Regions from separate parts of the Mus musculus genome. Here region 2 is linked to region 1. Evidence: chromatin contacts called from public Hi-C data. All regions are on one chromosome and are shown on one strand. Each heading gives the region's core, a stretch centred on a gene start, on an enhancer-like site or on the middle of the called end of the contact. The rest is flanking DNA. Distances are from core to core; before and after follow the strand shown.

Evidence for each region. A called contact is a pair of places that touch in the nucleus more often than the background predicts.
Region 2: a Hi-C map of B cells shows a contact between it and region 1, with 6 read pairs. The contact joins the promoter of Rps29 here to the promoter of Pnn in region 1. A contact is called at or near these places in 3 of 39 promoter capture datasets (the HPC-7 cell line, cranial neural crest and pre-B cells) and 1 of 484 Hi-C or Micro-C datasets (B cells).

What each region holds. Positions count from the first base shown.
Region 1 is chr12:59,065,073-59,068,688 of GRCm38.p6, forward strand. It overlaps Pnn (pinin), which reads left to right and starts at 1,847. Exons shown (of 9, transcript NM_008891.2): 1 at 1,847-2,043; 2 at 2,707-2,778; 3 at 3,213-3,281. The coding sequence starts at 1,931.
Region 2 is chr12:69,157,675-69,161,394 of GRCm38.p6, forward strand. It overlaps Rps29 (ribosomal protein S29), which reads right to left and starts at 1,512. Exons shown (of 3, transcript NM_009093.2): 1 at 1,323-1,512; 2 at 987-1,086; 3 at 48-147. The coding sequence starts at 1,384. The coding sequence ends at 139. It also overlaps Rn7s1.

The DNA.
Region 1 (3,616 bases), core at 597-3,096:
ACACTCAGGCCCTCTTGGAAAACAGCCAGTTAGATTAACCACTGGGTCATCTCTCCAATGCCAAACATTTATTTTATTCCTGAGTGTGTGTGTGTGTGTGTGTGTGTGTGTGTGATATGTATTATAAATATATAAATAGATGGGAGGGGACACCTGGGTTCAGTTCCCAGCATCAACATTAACCTTGTCTGTAACTCCAGTTCCAGTGATCCCACCCCCCACTTCTGGTCTCTAAGGGCATCATGCATACATGCATGTAGTTGCACAGATAAACATGAGGGCAAAATACCCATACATGCAAAATAATAGTAAAATTTAAAAGATCCTATCTTTTATGTATAGATAACTCAGTGAAACCTTGTTTACAATTAGAATTAAATAATTTTTAGACTTAATTGCTTTTTACCAAAGAAAAAATCTTGGTTTTCTATATTGCTTCCTGCTAATATGCTATACACCTTCAAGCTTCTTCAAAGATATTTCCTGTCACCCTCTCCTTTTCTCCCTTTCTCTCTCTCCCTCTCCCCCTCCCCACCCTTCTCTCTGAGGGGGAGTAAGTATTTCCAGACAGGATTCTCTGGCTGTCCTGGAACTAGCTCTGTAAACCAGGCTAATCCACCTGCCTCAACCTGTCATGTGCTGGGATTAAAAGGCATGTTACCACCTGACTTTTCTCTTCTTCTTCTTCTTCTTCTTCTTCTTCTTCTTCTTCTTCTTCTTCTTCTTCTTCTTCTTCTATTTCTTCTTCTTCTTCTCCTCCTCCTCCTCCTCCTCCTCCTCCTCCTTCTCCTCCTTCTCCTCCTCCCCTTCCCCCCTTCTTCTTTTTGGTTTTGGTTTTATTCAAGACTGGGTTTTTCTGTGTATCCTTGGCTGTCATGGTATTCGTTTTGTAGATAACAGGTGCTGTTAACATTGATAAGATAATGAAATTCTTCCTCACCTATCCAGTTATGAGCCTCCACACAAATAGCATACAGGATAAGACCAAGTTACTGTTACTAAAAACAAAACAAAAATTCTTGTTCCTTTTCAGGGAGAAAACTTGTAAGGATTTGACCTTTGCATTTGTGTAACATTTTTCCGAACTAAAACGTGTACCTCTATGTCAAGTACAAAACCAGCGTCCATATTGGCATTGTGGGTAGGGCAAAGTGGAATCCAGAAAATACACACAGGAAACCACTGGCAACTTCTCCAGACCCTCTATTATACCCGCAGGCATTAGGCCCTGCTGGAAACAACTTTGCTCAGGATCAGAATATAAATTGCCTCTTCATCGAGATCTGACGACCTGTTGGACCTAGGTCCGCAGCCTCAATTTCCTTATCATTAAGCACCATCTCATTCAAGTTTCTAGTTTTTAACGACTAAGGCACGCAAAGCGATTCTCAGTGTCCACAATAACTATTAGCTGTTAGGATGAAGACTCCTGGTGGTTCAGTTCACTAATGGAAGACAGCCTGCGCCTCCCTGCACTCTGGGCATGCGCAACAGCCATTATTTGCCATGCCCTTTTCTGATTAAACCTCTTGGGGAAGGAAAAAAAGGATGTATAGCCTCTTCCGTCCCATGGGAAGAGTTTAGGCGCACTATGAAGTCAGCGACATGTCAAGTTTAAGAGGATGCCTTTGCAGACCCCCGAGATTGGATCTATCACACCGACGTAATCCCTCCCCGCTCTGCGCAAGCAGCGGAGCGCAACCACGGCAGGCGGCGAGGGGAGGAGCTGAGTGACTTGCCGGCTTCTCATTGGTCCAGAATCACGGATCGACAAGCTTCTTCCCCTTCCGGTCCTCGGGTGGTCCAGGCCCGAGAAGAAGCCCGCGATCATTGGCTGGGGCCGGCTGTCAGTCCTTCCGCGTGGAGCGGCGGGCGCGGTGCGGCGCTGCGCGGCCTGGAGAGCGGTCGCGAAGCCTGCTGCAGAGAGAAGATGGCGGTCGCCGTGAGAGCTTTGCAGGAGCAGCTAGAGAAGGCCAAAGAGAGCCTCAAGAATGTGGACGAGAATATCCGCAAGCTCACCGGGCGGGACCCGAATGATGTGAGGTACGGATCGGACGGAACCCCAGAGGTTGGCGAGGTCCGGGGCCTCGGGGCCGGGCGCACCCGGGACAGAGGGCAACCGGCCGCTTGTGGGCCGACTGGGGTCAAGGGGCCCGTTTCCCGGGCGGCGGGCGAGCCCTCTGCTCGGCTAGGCGGGGAGACGCCATGCCTGCGCCTAGGGCACTGGGTGCGAGTGCTTGCGAATGGAAGGAAGGCCCGCCCGGCTGCCCGGCGTGGTTTCCGCGCCCCCGGGAAGGCCGAGACCACGGCTTCCCGCCCTTGGCGCTGCAGGCCCGGAACTGCAGTACAAAGCCCCTTTCCACCCCTGCGGCTCCGAACCCTTGTCAAGTCGGAGACCCCCGGGGGAAGCAGTGGCTGCCTCTCCCTGCTGGCTTGGGTGTCCTTCCCTTGAGGTTGGCAGATAGGACCTGACCCAGACTTATTAATATGTAGCAGTCTCGAGATACATATATTTTCGTAACGGTGGTCTTGGGGAAGCAAGAAAGAGGATTTTAATGTTTGGTTTCGAAGAAGTGGATCTGAAACGGTCATTTTAGAATTATTTGTGTTCATTTCTACGTAGTGTGTACCTTAGTGTGTGGAAGTATATGAAGCCCTCTCATGTGTCTGCATAGGACTTTTACACTGATTATAATTCTTTTTTAGGCCCATCCAAGCCAGATTGCTGGCCCTTTCTGGTCCTGGTGGAGGTAGAGGACGAGGTAGCTTATTGCTAAGGTAAGGAGATGATAACTGCCTTGTTTCTAATAAATGTATTGCAAAAGTAGAGGTTGGAGAATATTAGAACAGTTTCATATGCACTACACTTGGGAGGCAGAGGCAGGCGGATTTCTGAATTCAAGGCCAGCCTGGTCTACAAAGTTACAAAGTGAGTTCCAGGACAGCCAGGGCTATACAGAGAAACCCTGACTGGGGGGTGGGGGTGGGGGGGGGACAGTTTCATATAAACTTAACTGTTTTTAAGTTCTGTTAAGGCTTTTGACATCTAAGAATGTAATTGGTGGTAGGGTGTTGTTCATGTAATTGTTTGCTTAAGTTTGCTTCACTTGTGTTTTTCTTCTTTATGAAATCAACTAAATTCTCTAGTCGACTAGAAATACCAGTTTCTGCTAATGTTTCTCGAGCTTTAGGTTGGATGTTTCTCATTGCAGGCGTGGATTCTCAGATAGTGGAGGAGGACCCCCAGCCAAACAAAGAGACCTGGAAGGGGCAGTCAGTAGGTATGGTTTCAAAAGATGTCTGGAGAGTCAGTACCCATCTTGTTTTCTGGGACACTACAGATATTTCTATGTCATTGGGATTGATTTGAACTGGGCTAGCCCAGTTTACAGAACTCAGTGGGATTAGAAGTAACACGTTCTGTTTTGTACTTTAAAAAACACCAAGAAACGTTTGGATATGAGAAGAGAGCAAAGCTTGGTTTGGAGCATCTTGCTTCCACCCCTCCCCCACCCCCCATAAGAAAGTGGTAAATGCGATATAAACTCAGTAGAATATGCCTTCTGGAGATGAGCATTTGAACACCCATTCACCTTTGATTGATTATGCATTTGAT
Region 2 (3,720 bases), core at 262-2,761, about 10 Mb after region 1:
CTCTACATTTTTGCTTCCCTTTTCTAAACAAAACACACACACAGGAATTAAAGTTCTTCACATTTTTATTCTTTGTGTACAAAGACTAGCATGATCGGTTCCACTTGGTAGTAGTCAGTCGAATCCATTCAAGGTCGCTTAGTCCAACTGAAAAGAAAAAAACAAAACGGAGTCTATTACTTAGACTGTGATTCTGGCATTTATTTCCACTGGTTCCCCCTAGTTATTCCCCGATACAAGACCACACAAAATTACATTAACCATGTCATGTACTCCGGAGTTACTAAATAGCCCGTTTCTGCAGTTCATCTTAACCCGAAAAAACCTAGACCAGACGGAGGAGGGACCGATCCTGACACACTTGAGTCATTCAAGTCTCTAAACTGTAAGGCTAGGCTTACAGTAACTATTTCATCAATAATGTAAGTCTGAGCTTAAAACTCTCTGCTGCACCTCAGCAGTGTCAAATACCATGCAGGCCCATTAAACACAAGTTTATTTAAAACTGGTCCCGCAGCTGGGTGTGATGCACACCTTTAATCCCAGCAGAGAATCTGTGTTCCAGGACAGCCAGGGCTACGGAGAAACCCGGTTAAAATACTTTTTAAAAAAATTGGTACAAATAAAAAGCAGATGAAATATATATACAGTGGTTTTGACCAAAAAAGGAGACTTTTGAGACATCAACCTTAGAACAAATAAAAAGCCAAAACCCTGGCTAAAACATAGCAGTGTGTTCACTAGATTCACTTAGGTTTCGGTGTGTGAAGTCTAGAGCTCTTCCCAGTATGATCAAACATCCTGGGCCAGAAATTTAAGACACGTATTGGGTTAGGAATATTCAGTTACTATGTAGAAACTGCACCACCTCCTACCCACCTGACACCTAAATCTGACCAGGCATTAAACCCTTCACCCTTCCCTTCTGGAACTCTTAAAACCCTCCGCTGTGTGCATCGTGGACGGCAGCGACCAACCGCGCGTACCTTAATGAAGCCTATGTCCTTCGCGTACTGCCGGAAGCACTGGCGGCACATGTTCAGCCCGTATTTGCGGATCAGACCGTGGCGGTTGGAGCAGACGCGGCTGGGAGGAGGAAGGACAAGGAGATGGCCTTAATGGAGCCGCCACAGTAAGGTACAGCACTCCTCAGCTTCCCCACCACCCGCAGCAGGGCCCGCCCGGCCCGGCCTAGCTAAGCCCGTAATGGCGACGGCAGCACCGAACGCCCTGCGCGCCGCCCGCGGGCCTTGAATTTCCGACACCCAGTCACCAACAATGGCCCTTCCCTCTAACCGCGGTCTCCACAACCCGCTCCTCACCAAGAGCGGGAACCCTGGCCGAACTTCCGTGGGTGACTCCAGTAGAGCTGCTGGTGACCCATCTTGCCTTCAGACGCCCAACGAGGAGAAAGGAACGAGTCGGCTCGCGCAGGCGCTCTTCAAAGTTTTTTGGAGCTACACGCTACCCAGAATACAACGCTAAGACGTGACGCGTACGCCGTGCGACAACATTGGTCCGCGTGCTCTGAGTGACATTTCTAAGGCTGGCTGGGCGGGCACAGTGAGTGACGTCACGGCCCGCCGCAGCTCTAGTATCTCCCCGTCGCTCTCAGCGCTCGCCGGGCGCGGTGGCGCACGCCTGTAGTCCCAGCTACTCGGGAGGCTGAGACAGGAGGATCGCTTGAGTCCAGGAGTTCTGGGCTGTAGTGCGCTATGCCGATCGGGTGTCCGCACTAAGTTCGGCATCAATATGGTGACCTCCCGGGAGCGGGGGACCACCAGGTTGCCTAAGGAGGGGTGAACCGGCCCAGGTCGGAAACGGAGCAGGTCAAAACTCCCGTGCTGATCAGTAGTGGGATCGCGCCTGTGAATAGCCACTGCACTCCAGCCTGGGCAACATAGCGAGACCCCGTCTCTTTTTGGACACTTAATAATATTAACATTATTCTCACTTTCTTTTTAATTCACCCTTTTCTCATATAATACATTTCAACCTTAATTTTTTACATTGTCTTAACACAAACGTTCGCTTACAAACGTGATTTTTTTTTTCCTTTACTCACTACTGACACCTACTGGCGTGAAATTATATGACAACTTAAATCAAGTGTAATGAGTAAGAGTCAACGATAGGGGCCTCTTATTAAATCTTTTGACCTCATATACTCCAAAAAGAAATCCACATCATTCCATGGATGGAAAATAGGGTCTTACGTATATGTGAGTATACCACCCTTGATACCTAAATATAATCGCCTACATTTACTTTTCATTTGTTTTTGTGTAGACAAGACTGGCCCAAGACTCTCATTTTGCCCATAATAGACTCACACTCCCTATCCTAATGTCTCAGCCTCTAATAATGGGCTTGCTTGTGCCACCAAACGCAGGCTAAGTGGATGAATATGAAGAAAAGTAATATAAAATAAAAGTTGTTTTCATCAGATAATTTAATAGCAAAACAAGTAACGACAAACTTCAAAAGACAAATTTATAAAAAATAAAAAATATATAAAATAAAAATAAAACCTAAAATTGCACAAAGCCCTGCCCCCTGAAATAAAAGCTTTAACTAAATCTAGAATGTAGCAGAGTAAAATTAAGAAAAAAAGCCTTTTGTAGAAGACTTTTAATAGAAACTTTAAAAAAAACTTTAAAGTATGCTACTTCAAAATTTTGGTAGACAATCCTTACCCAATTATTTCATAATGAAAGAGTCACAGATTTAAAGACCAGATATAATTTAATGTCTGTTGTCAGTCTTCAAATCTAGTGTTTTACACAAACACACACACACATATACACATATACAAATACACACACACATATACACATAAACAAACACACACACCGCGATTCCCTCACCTTTTCAATTCCAGTTCTGTTGTTGTTGTTGATCTATCTCTCTGTCTTGCTTTGACAACATGTAATACAACTAAACAAACGGGAGAACACAGGAGGGTACTGTTGCTAGACAGAGTAAGAAGATAACGCTGCTGAAGGACACAGCTCACTGGTGCCTTATTTTTCCTCTCATCAATCAGTACCTGTTACTATTACTGGGATCACTGCTTTGCCAAAACAGGTAGCCATGCCCTTCCTGGCTAGCCAGGCCTTCTGGAAGAGTCTGGCTAGACTGTTCACTGCCTTTTCTTGGGATCCAAAGAGCATTTGTGTTTTCCTAGCTACCCCTGACAGATTGGCTAGCATCGTGACAATAAGTTTCTGCCAGGGGCTGGTGAGATGGCTCAGTGGGTAAGAGCACTGACTGCTCTTCCAAAGGTCCTGAGTTCAAATCCCAGAAACCACATGGTGGCTCACAACTACCTATAATGAGATCTGACGCCCTCTTCTGGTGTGTCTGAAGACAGCTATAGTGTACTTATGTATAATAATAAATAAATATTTAAAAAAATAAGTTTCTGCCAATCTGGAAAATAGATTTCTGCAGGTTTGAGTGTACACATCTGCCAATTTACTGATAGTTGCCAAACTTTGATTTATTATATTGGATCGACATCATTAAGAGTTAAAGTCCCAACCTTTTTTTTTTTTTTAAGGAAGAGGGGGTTGCTAAAGGTTGAATCTAAGATCTCACACTTGCTACCCAAGCACTACCACAGAGGTCAAACTTCCACTGCTTTCAGTAACAATCAGTGTTTTCTATACTCTTACACATCGTAGAGCTTTAGGTAAAAACCAGATAGAAAACCAATTC